3 separate regions of the Mus musculus genome follow, and regions 2 and 3 are each linked to region 1. The links are chromatin contacts, called in public HiCAR-type and promoter capture Hi-C maps. All regions are on one chromosome and are shown on one strand. The core of a region is the stretch at or near the end of the contact, and the rest is flanking DNA. Distances in the headings are between cores, read along the strand shown.

The links. Promoter capture Hi-C pulls out the DNA fragments that hold promoters and counts their contacts. HiCAR-type assays count read pairs that join an accessible place to other places.
Region 2: a HiCAR-type map of embryonic stem cells shows a contact between it and region 1, with 4 times the contacts expected there. The contact joins the enhancer-like site here to the promoter of Fras1 in region 1. A contact is called at or near these places in 12 of 39 promoter capture datasets (the 3T3-L1 cell line, 3T3-L1-derived adipocytes, the C10 cell line and 7 more), 3 of 484 Hi-C or Micro-C datasets (embryonic stem cells, liver and stem cell-derived neural progenitor cells), 10 of 115 datasets of contacts at active chromatin or transcription factors (craniofacial prominence, embryonic limb bud, embryonic stem cells and 5 more) and 1 of 9 other capture datasets (pancreatic islet).
Region 3: a promoter capture Hi-C map of liver shows a contact between it and region 1. The contact joins the enhancer-like site here to the promoter of Fras1 in region 1. A contact is called at or near these places in 7 of 39 promoter capture datasets (3T3-L1-derived adipocytes, the C10 cell line, cranial neural crest and 3 more), 7 of 484 Hi-C or Micro-C datasets (the HL-1 cell line, cochlea, liver and 2 more), 2 of 115 datasets of contacts at active chromatin or transcription factors (embryonic stem cells and neural progenitor cells) and 1 of 9 other capture datasets (pancreatic islet).

Annotation. Positions count from the first base shown.
Region 1 is chr5:96,372,167-96,375,893 of GRCm38.p6, forward strand. It overlaps Fras1 (Fraser extracellular matrix complex subunit 1), which reads left to right and starts at 1,789. Exons shown (of 74, transcript NM_175473.3): 1 at 1,789-2,719. The coding sequence starts at 2,647.
Region 2 is chr5:96,556,339-96,560,065 of GRCm38.p6, forward strand. Fras1 (Fraser extracellular matrix complex subunit 1) reads left to right here. Exons shown (of 74, transcript NM_175473.3): 10 at 3,544-3,633. Among named protein-coding and RNA genes, the nearest start is that of Gm33050, 99 kb to the left of the region's middle. Within about 2 kb of position 1,988, at least 15 of the 459 cell types and tissues checked have an H3K27ac peak or open chromatin away from gene starts, as enhancers often do. A contact at or near this core is called in embryonic stem cells and heart atrium, where this site is marked.
Region 3 is chr5:96,519,600-96,523,326 of GRCm38.p6, forward strand. The region is part of intron 2 of Fras1 (Fraser extracellular matrix complex subunit 1); the gene reads left to right. Among named protein-coding and RNA genes, the nearest start is that of Gm33050, 62 kb to the left of the region's middle. Within about 2 kb of position 2,117, at least 4 of the 459 cell types and tissues checked have an H3K27ac peak or open chromatin away from gene starts, as enhancers often do. A contact at or near this core is called in liver, where this site is marked.

The DNA.
Region 1 (3,727 bases), core at 539-3,038:
ATAGAATTCCCTGTGAACCAGGATTCTAGTGCTCTTGGAGTGAGAACCCTTGGACTATTTGCTCCTGGGGTAGAGAGAAGACCATGGGAGCTGGTGGAGGGCTTCTGGTGAAGGGGAGGGGACATTTTATGAACAATTTGTTAAGAACCACAAATGTAGTATATGACAATACCTCGTGGTAATGCTCCCGTCTCTCCCTTCACCTTTTTCTTTTTAAAGATTGTTTTCCTTTAGCAAGTCCAAAAGATGGTTTGAGACCCCTTTGGGTGCCACAGTTCTATGCTTTCTTAAAAATGAAGTCAAATAGTTTATTCTAGGGAAACCAGCTGTCTTAAGTTACTCCTAGTCAGTGGTGGCTACAGAAAAAGTGTTTAGGAGGGGTTAGGAATTGTTAGGGTGTATCCACCTGAATTTGGACAGTACTTTCCATTGGTCTGAGAAAATAGTTTCTAGAGGAAGAGGGGGAAGTGGGAGGAGGGAGGACTCAGGTTCCATCCAAGCTGTGGCTGAACTCTGGCGGTGATGATTACTGGCTTGATTCAGTTCATTCTTTCAACTAATGTTTACAGAGTCCCCATATGTGCTTCAAATACAGAGATAAAACCGCTCTGTCCCCACAACGGCTCTGGGAGGCATCGAGGAATTGCTGGGCGATTCCTAAGTCCTTTGAATACTCAACAGCCACACCCAGGTTAATCAAATGTTTCGGTGCCTAAGTGGTGATAGTTACAGGGACCCTTCAGTTTCATTTCATCCTCTTATTCTAAAAAGCAAGGAATTCAAGTACTACTGGCATGCTTTAGAACATGGGCCTTCCCTATGATCGTCAGCAATATTGGAGTCTACTAAGATCCCTGCCCACCACCCTGAATAGCTCGGTGTTCACTGCCACTTCAAACTCCTTTCTGGACAGTCTAGCTGTCACAGCTCTGCCAAGACAGAGAATCTTTTCTGTCTGGCCTTCGAAACCCAGTCTGTATCTCTCCCGTGTAACCATCCCCAGTTACAAAATGATCAAACCTGGACCAGCTATTTTTATTTAGTCCTCTAAAAATAGCTATCACTCAGTACTGGCTGGAAACCAGACCCCACCCTATCCCTCAACTACCTCCAGTGTGCACACCAGGATGCTTTTGCCCTGACATTGGCTTCCCAGTCTTTGACATTTGGAGGCGCAGCTGGACTCACCCAGACTGTGTGGTGTTTTCATCTTTTAGGAAGCTGTAAAGGTGCACTCACCGTGGGAATCTCAACCTAGAACACACGTGCCCCAAGACTGCTAGGTTGCAGGGAAAACCCCTGAGGGTCCAAAATGCGAAGATGGCCAGTCAGCTCTGCTTCAGGCTCTGTGTTCAGCAGCAGTGGGCATGACGAGAGGTGGAGAAGTAGCAGTTAGGACTTGGGTGTGAGCACCCTGTCCCCAACTAGCCTCTCCTGTGGTACCCTCAACAGTGTCTGAATGGAGACCTAACCTCCTGTTTCCACCCGCCCTCGGTGTGACCACTTTTGATCCCGCCTCAGACAAAGCCAATGCAACTCCTGCAGGATGAATAAGGGGATCAGGTTGCTCTCTCGCCTTCCCCCACCCCCTCACCGCGGCTCCCCTTCCCCACGTGACTCTCTGGAATCTTTGCCAAAGCTCGTAGTCTCTGAGTCCATTTTCACACCCAGCAAAGGAGAGAGGAAGGAGGCGAGAGAGGCTGAGGAAGGCGGAGCGTGCGTGCTTTAAATGCGAGGATCCACTCGGGGACTTATCCTGTGCGTTTCCAGGCCCCTCATCTGGGGAGCATTGAGTTCGGAGGGGTCTTTTCCAGCCTCTCTCTTTCCTCCTTGCATCTACAATTATGGCTCCACCTCCACTTGGGTAATCGCACCTCCGCCCTGCAGCGCAGCTCGGGGTGCACGGTGCGGGGAGGTGGGCGTCGGTGTGGAGCAAGCCGCGCCCCTCTGCCCTCCTCCTCTCGGCGAGGGGCGGGCGCGAGAAAGTGGCAGCAGCGCCCCCCGCGCCGCCTTCCGCGCGGAGCTCTGGAAGCGCCTGCAGCAGCCGGGCGGCGTGGTGCGGTGCGGCTGCAGCGCCCCCGAGTCCCGGAGCTCCTGCAGGGCCGCACAAAGTTTGCAACCAGCGGCCCTGCACCGCCCAGCTCCCCGAGCGCTGCTGTAGCCCGGCCCGGCGTGTTCGCGGGGACCCGCCTCGGCCGATGCTACACGGACAGACGGGGGCGTGCCGAGAGAACTTTGAAAAGCTGCCGAGGAGGAACCTGCTCCTGCAGCTCGCCAGTTGGGGACCTCCGGAGGAACTGGTCTAGCCCGAGGCAATGCTGCGGAATCCCAGCAGCCGCTGACCTGCAACTTTCCTGCTAGTCTTGGCGGCGATCTGAGCTTTGCCTCCTCCTCGCAGCCTCGGCTCACGTTGGTGGCCGCTCTGCTGGAGAACCCAGTGAGCCTCGGGGCTGACTGAGTGTTACTGTCGGCCGCATCCTTCTGCGGTCCACCCGGCCAACCTCGGCTCCCGGCCCAGCAGCCAGCGCTTCCCCAGTGTCTGTGCGTCCCGGTTCCCGGCGCCGGCGCCACAGCCTGAGGTTTGGCAGAGAGCAGGTTCTTGGATGCTGAAGGCTGGGATCTTCCTGCGAGAGTGCCGCGGCGGCGATGGGTGTCCTCAAAGCGTGGCTCGGGGTGGCCCTAGCGCTGGCGGAATTTGCAGTATTGCCTAATTGTGAAGGTAAAAAAGAGCGGAACCCCGTGTGAGTTCGACTGTGCAGTTTAAGACACTCAGCCGGGTTTAGTGCTGTGGGTTGTTGGGTGGAAGTTTTGATTTGAGGCGATAGGTGGACACGGAGTGGATTTCCTTTTCAGCTGAAATCCCCACTCCTGGTTTCTCTTGCGGTCAAACCTCAGCCCGGCCACGGCCTCCTCTTTGCTTTTTGCGGGTGGGTGGCCTTTTGAGGTGATATTTCTGAACCCGGATGAATCTTCCTTCCACTTCTACCCTACTCCTCAAGGAAAAGCAACTACTCGGAACCTAGGTGAGAAGCGAGCAGTTGCTCTCACTTTTGTGGAATAAAATCCTCACCCAAGCTCCACTGTTCTATTTTGCTTTCCTCGCCCCAGTAACTCGCCCCCCCTCCCCTTAAAGACCACTTAAGATTTTATAAGTAGTATTCTGGATGTTGAGATTTCAGTTGTAATGAAATAAATTTTACTCGGGAGCGAGAGCACGAGGCTGCCTGCTTCTCAAGGAACAAAAAGTGGTCAAAGAGCATGTATGCACTTCTCTTCTCCCTAGGTTTTCATTGCGCGCGCGCGCGGGGGGGGGGGGGGTGTTCCAGTCCACTTCTTCAAGAGCTTGGGGAGAGAAAGGAGACTTGAGTGTTGTCATCAGGATAGCTTTCGTAATCTCAGCTCAGATAATACATCAGTAAATCTGATGAGGGGTGTGTGTGTGTGTGTGACATGTTGAGTCTGGTGCTGCTTCCCCCCGCCCCGCCCCCCCCCCCGCGCCCCTAGGCGCGCTGAGAGCTCCCACCTGCTCAGAGCCGCGGGGACAGTGGCTGGGTTAGCATTTGCAGAGGGGGAAGGTGGCAGGCTGGGAGAGAGACAACTTCATCCACGGCTGGGCTCTGGACTTTCTGCTTCCACTCCCGGCTCCATTCATTATTCATCCAGCTGCAGGAAGAGTTCACCTGCCCAGTCGCAAATCATATAGGCAGTGGCGTGCACGTGTCGCTTT
Region 2 (3,727 bases), core at 738-3,237, 180 kb after region 1:
AGAGAGGGTCTTGCCTTCCCGTAGATTTATTTACCACCCCCATGCCTTTTCATTTCTGTTTTTCCTTATGTGAGAGGAGTCAGAATGCTTGGAAGGAGATGACAGGAAACTTGAAGAGGGCCTTTTCCTTCTCTTGCTGTCTGGGGTGGGGCTTCCTTGCCTCTGTATCTGACAGTGCTGGGTTATACTTCAAGGTTTAACTCATTGACTATTCCAAGGTTTGTGAAAAATGGTGAGAGGTGGTTCTGGCCTGCTGGGCTTCTCAACCACCCACTCTCAACCTCCCTTGAGAAAAGGAGCAGAGCCCACTGTCCCCTCTGGCGGCATCCCTCTGGGTCTGCTGGCCCACTTTACCACAGTGGTATTAGCTGGGCTCTCTGTGTGTCCTTGAGGACAACGAGGAGAAGCTTCTGGAGGTGAGAGAGCCATGCTCCCTAATCTGTTTTCTGTTGTGCTCCCCACCTTTGCCTCTAAGGATTGAGGTTCTGAAGCCCATGGCCTGTTTCCCCAGATGTTTAATTTTTTCTAGAGTGTCTCCACATACCCCCAATTTTGTGTAAGTTAGTAGATTCTAAGCTGGAATTACTGCCAGTAGTGAAACCAAAACCAAAATAGAATCATTTTTTTTAAAAGATATTTATTTTTTATTTTTTATTTTTTATTTATATGAGTACTTTGTAGCTGTCTTCAGACACACCAGAAGAGGGCATCAGATCCCATTACAGATGCTTGTGAGCCACCATGTGGTTGCTGGGAATTGAACTCAAGACCTCTGGCAGAGCAGTCAGTGCTCTTAATCGCTGAGCCATCTCTCCAGCCCAAAATAGAATCTTAAGGAGGAAGAAAAAAAATACCCTTCGGCCTCTTTTTAGATACCATAATTCTGAAATTAGCTTTGGTTAATGACCTTGTTAAAGCCTGGTTATCCTAATAGCTTCTTAATTTCTACTCTGCTTATATCGCTGGTGATCAAACAATGAAGACGTACGATGACCTTGAGAGTTCCTGGGCTTTGTGGGAAGCCAGATACACGAGCAGAAATGATTCTACTCGGAGGTCCGCAGGAGCACCAAGGATTATGGAATATGAGTTAGATGCCCTCAGATCTCCTGAGGGAAATAACTGTGAGGCAGCTGTGTCTCCACTGCTGGGGCTTCCAGTCAGTTCCACCCTGCTGTCTGAGGCCCTCTTGAAAATATCAAGTCTATTTGACTTCTAATCTTGGAGACCAAGGATGTATTAGGTATTAGTGTCACGGATCTACACAAGGCTATAGAAATCTCAGTTTCTGCAGATGACAGAATCATATTTGCTCTCCATTGCTATTTATTATTGAATCAGCACCAATGTTCTTGAATCAATGCACAGTTTTTGTTTTTGCTTTTTTTTTTTTTGAAGGAGAATATGGCATGATCCTTGTCTTTGATGTATTCAGTAAAAACCCTCGACACTGAAACATAAATTGACCAATGGTAGACTAGCACAATATGATTGATTTCATATTTCCAGGTGTTATAATGTCTTTCAACGTAAAATTCAGATGACAATATCACATTATTGCTTTCTTCTTAAAAGGGCCTACTGTTTACTCCAGAGATGTACTGTGCTGGGAGGAATGGCCTGTAGCACAGCCTACTGAAGAGGGAAGGCATGCATAGCTGGGGAGCCTTCAGAGGAAAACTACCTCAAAAAAAGGCCATCCTGTGCTAATGCGCATTAAATTGACTTCCAGAGTCATTGTTCCCTAGGGGTTAGGTATTCAGCCAAGGAGGTGCAGCACGTTTGATATGGAGAACACACTTCAACGTGAAATGAATGAGTTTGTTTCACAATTTAGTTCTATTCAAAGCCCAAGTCAGAAGCTAGTTGGCATGTTCCCCACAACAATAAGCTGGCGTGTTTGGGGACAGCCAGGCTTCTATAAATAGTAAAGCTGTTTAGACCTTCCTACCTCACACAGGCTGAATCCTTGCTCCCCAGGAACAGGGCTTTTTGTTATTCACTGCCCTGTGTGAAGACTCAGAACAGCCACCTTCTTCTCGCTATGGGCTGTGGGAGGTCTCTAGCAACTCTCTGCTCTGCCTTTTCTTTTTAACAGAAGTATACTCTGTCTTGCTTCAAAATATTGTTTTAAGCAACTTAGATTACACACATATAAACCCTTTTATATGCTTTGAAAGCAAAATTCCAATCTGATCCTCAGTGATGCCTTCCCCACAGCTGATTCGTTGTTTCTGCAAAACAATTTATATGTAAATACGCCCGATCCCTATAGCACCCACTGCTCTCTGCTGGCCTCTGACTGGTGTGAATTTTGATGGAGAACAATCCATATAGATCTCTTCTGTTTGAAATAACTTTTAGGAATTGTGCAGTGTTATAGCCATTCATACAGTTTTGTGTTTGTTTTAGAAATTTATGTTTTTCTTCATTAAAAAGGAAATGTGTATTCTGTTTAGCAGATCTTGAAGACTCTAGAAGAGAGCCTAAAATCCACTCCTAATGGTACAACCCAAAGACAACAAATCCTTTTACAATCTATTTTTCTTTAATATAGTGTTTTAAACATAAGCTATCATCGTTTCATACGAGTATTTAATTTTACAGTGCTGTTTCTATTTAATATGGTTCCTAAACTTTGAAATTCAATATAAAGCCCCCAAGTTGAATATTAAATATTGAAAGAAATATATCACTCTCCAGAAACTAAATGAGTCCTTAGAAAGTAGGCAGTGCTTTGAAGAACACTCTGCAGCCAGCCAGCGAATATTAGATATTATTGTTTATATAAAGAAAATTGCAAGCAGAATTTGTGATTTAGTAGCATATTCTCTGGACTGTGGGGGCTGCAGTGGAATTTAAACTTTCTCATCTACAGAGAATTATTTAGATTTTTTAAAAACATCAAGCATTCATTATTTTTGAAATAAAAATTAAGTTGAGATTATTAAAGTGGGAAGACTGTGAGCAAACATGTGTCTTCAAAATGTGGCATTTCTTTTCTTCCTCCTGTAATTAAAACAAAAGTTAGCTGTGCGTTAGCCTGGTTCTACATCTGTACATAAAAGGATCCCTCTGGTTTGATATTCAAATACTGGCTCGATTTGCATGCTTTTGTTGACACTAAGGCTACACATCCTGACTGTAAGAATCTGAGATAGTGTGAGCCTTTCCTGCCACTTGTCTTGGCTGTACTATGACATTGCCATGACTGCTGTTTCTGGTCACGGGTAGGTAGGTAATTATGGGGTGGAGAGAACAGAGCACATGCACGAGTCCTGAGAATATGGGAGGAAAATGCACTTGGAGAATACACTGGAACTCTCAGGAGACATTCCAGAGGGAGCCAGCTAGAGTGGGTGTCCAGTATGGGTGTGGGTGTGGATGGGCCGTGGGGGTGGGGCACACACAAATAAGCAATGGGCTGAAGCCCAGAGTGTGTGGGGCTTCTCATTCCAGTCAGGAACCCAGCTGCTTCTCAATTTAGCACTGCTACCTGGAGATGTTAATTTGATGTGTACACTGCACCTCTTATCCCTACAGGGTGAAGAATTAGTTCACTTAGAAGGAAAATGCTGCCCAGAATGCATTTCAAGGAATGGTTATTGTATTTATGAACAGAAGGCAGAGACTGTGAGTATCAGGTTAATAACAAAACACTATTAAAATTAATAGATCAAAATTAACCCAATAAAGGGCTCTATTATTACCTCCCAGTATCTTTAGA
Region 3 (3,727 bases), core at 867-3,366, 150 kb after region 1:
GTGCAAACATTTTGAATGTTTAATTTCCCTCCCTCCCCCCGTTTGCTGTAGGAATATGAAATGAAGTCTTTGGGCGCTGAGTTGATAGAGAAAAAAAAAGTAATTACAAGCCTAAGCTGTAGTGAAGTCTCCCAGCATCTGGATTGAAGTGGAAATAGGAGGCTGACTTCCTAGTCATAATAGACATTTTTTTCCCTGTGGTTAGCATCTCCAGGAGTTTATGAAAATTATTTTGTCATTGCAGTGTTCTCTGGTCAGATTCTCATTGTGGATCAGGCTTATGCTAGAATGGACGTGGAGGAAACGCCATTCAAGGACCAGAAGGACGGTGGATAGAAGCCTGGTTTCACTTGCTTGAGGATTTAGACTAAGGGCTTATTATTTGGATATTTTATCTTATTCCGAATTTTAAAGATAACCCTATTTTTTTCATACTTAGCGCTTCAGAAGCAATTATGACAGAACTTAATAATAGAATACTGTTCAAACTCTAGAGCGTTAAGAAATTCATGTCCCCTTATATTGGGCACTAGAAATGCCAGCTGAGAGTGCTAAGGGCTACCTTTCCCCATGTCATTAAAAACAACAACAAACCAAAACCAAGCCAAAACAAATGGGATCAAGTGATTATGGTTGTGGCATGTGAGTTAGGTCATAGCTATTGCTGGTACCTGCTACCAGTGGGCAAGCCACACTGCCAAGAACAGTAGCTTGCTTCATTCTTACTATGAACCCAGTATGTCCTATCTTTAATATATAGTCTGGAAAAAACTTGACCCAGAAAAACATGTAAACGTGTCCAAAATCCTCACGCTGGGAAGCTGTTGAATGGGGCTTTTGAACCTGACGTTCCCTATTCCACCATGTCAGCTCTGCTGCTCAAGCCAGAGCAGATCCAGCCTGCATGCAATGCAGGTGTGCACCAAGCCGTGTGTGTGGACAGGGTGGTGTCCCGAGAAAATAAGCTTAGGATATCTAGAATGAAGTGCATATATTATTAGCTAAAATGCAGGGGACTAACTTCTTTCAGGGAATGTGACTCAGCTCTCTGGACTTCAGTTTCTCCATCTGCAAAATGAAGATTATGATAAATAATAATAACTAAGAAAAAACATGTTAAGTGGTGTTGAGAATGAGTAAAATATCTGAGAGTACTGAGGGGGTTCCTTCTTTCTCCATGTTTCCTCTTTGCCATGCAAGCATCCTTTCCGCAGCCTATTCCTTTATTTGAAAATTTGGGGTCCTATGCCTTGGCCACAAATTGTGACAAGGTGAAGTAGGAGAGTGTGGGATCTGGGACTAGTGGCTCCAGTTGTTAGCTTGTTCTCTGTCCTTCTTGTTTGATCCCTGCCTCCACCCTTGGTACCATGCAGTTTCAAGCCATCCATGTAAGAACACGATGTTAAGTGGCCATGTTCTTCAGGGTCTCTTGAAAGACTGTATTTTCAGTTGCACACAGAAATTAGCATTTCCTCTGTGTTTTTTGCTGTTGTTTCTGCATGCTGGCTTAGTCTTACAATGACTGGCTTTGACTTTGTCAATCTAGGACAGCTGGGCAATAGGCCCTTCATCCCAGGATGCTGAAATAGGAGAGCTTAAGCTCATAGTGTGTAAAACAAGATGCTTTGTAAACAGGAATGATTTAGAGCAAACCTTGGAAGTAGGTTTAAAACAGGGAGTGGCTTACCAATTTCTGTTTTCTGTAGTATTAACTTGTATTTATCCCTCTGGAATGGAGGATCTAATATCTTTTCTTGACAATAACTGCCTTATTCTCCTTTCTCTTTGGGGCTGAGTGAGGAGCTTTCCATGAACTTTAAAATGAAACCAAATGAAAAAGGCATTGTTTATCTAAGCTGTCTGTGGAAGGGCACTTGGGAGAGGAATTGAACTCTAAAATAACCTTATGAAAGTTATTGATTCGTTTCTTTATGGTACTTTGACAAACAAGGACCATTATTTCTATGCCTGAACTGGAGCTAGGTCAAAGAACCCCCGTTTTATGGATTATCTTTCCTGAAAACCAGACTTGCCAAGAAAATGAACTTCTGGAAATGAAGACGTGAACCCTAGTTGAATGCTGCCCGTCTTTAGCAGCTTTGAAGGGCATGCAGTGAGTACAGTTAATTTTTAAACTCACTGAATGCAGCAAGGTTTGTAGATAGCTTAGGAGATTTACATGGGTTACCCGCGGCTACGTTTTCGGTATGCGATTTTGTCTAAGCGCCTACTCCTTGTTCAACTGCACAGTCCAGGTTCTACCTGGGCCCAGGGTTGGCAGAAAGAAAAGAATGTGAGCATGCATGATTGTTGAAGAAATAGAATATGCAAACAAAATAAATAAAGAAGCAACAGAAGAAAATCACTGAGCATTCATACCCTGGAACAAATTCCTTTGCTCATTAGTTTTATAATGCCATATTTGTTGCTATGCTTGTAAATATATTTCACTACAAAACAATCACATTCCTAAGTACAGTTTGGGAATTCGAAAGGCTTTTAGAGAGGAATTTTCAAAAGGAATTCATGGCTTTTAGAGAGCTTGATTCCCATTTCTGACTTATTTTGAGTCTAAAAAGCCAAGGGAATTTTAAAAATGAGATGAATTAATCAATAATTAAAATGGGTTATTATAACAGTCATTTGAAAGAAAATTTATGTTGACAGTTGATATACTGATCTTTAGAATGCTTTAAATAATTCGCCTTCCCAAATTTGAGTACCAATGGGGGGGATATATTCATTATTTATTTTTAGCACTAATCAAATGTTCAATAACTACATAGCTAAGTAAATAAATTATGTGTGATCCACGCCCCCCCCACACACACACACAAGTGCCAAGGATCAGTCAAACTTGAAGCTCTGCATGTGCTAAGCAAATGCTCTACCCCTGAGCTGTATTCTTCGTCTAGTAACATTTCTTTTTTTTAAAGTAACATCACTTTAAAATACTTGGAGATAGAGATGCATCAACTACAGGAACGTTTTATTCATCTATTACTACAAACATTGGCACTCTTTGCACACATGTCTTCCACTGGTTTCTAGGTTTGTCATAATAAAGTTGTCTAGTCCGTAATCTAGCCAAAAGCTGAAGAATGCTTCTCTTGCAGAGTGTGCCCGATTTGAAGAAAGGATTATAAAGTGATGTAATTGCAGTAGTAACATGGAAAAAAAAACCTGTAAAAGTTTCTTTACAATGTTATTTCTTTAGATTTTATGGCTTTATCCAAAGTTGGAAGCTGTTGAGGGGTTCCTGCCTCCCTACCTTCATAAAACAATTTTATGGGGCCATAGAAATTGATTCGTAAAGTTTTAGGCCTGAAAAATATATGGTCATCTATCCTGGTCTTGGGAAAGGCTTATTTTATTTAAAATTACCCATAAATTATTTATGTCCATGAGGACATTAATACAAGGAAGTACTTTGACAGGTCCAGTGCTTAGATGAAGAAATATTTTCTTCACACAGGGTTAGATACCAGTGAAGTGACAGCCAGCACCATTGGGACTCAGGAGTGCAGTGTGTTAAATGTTGTTTCTGGAAGCTCTCCCATACCGAGTAGAAGGTCAGAATCATGATGGATAAATTCATGAAGCCAAGCAGTCACTTAGGCTTGCTTACTCCCTCGGCCAGTGTTCAAGAGCGGGGCTGGGTGAAGGATGTGCAAAGAGGAAGACAGTCAATGAGCTCTCCCTCCTGGAAAGTTGAAGTCTGCTGGAA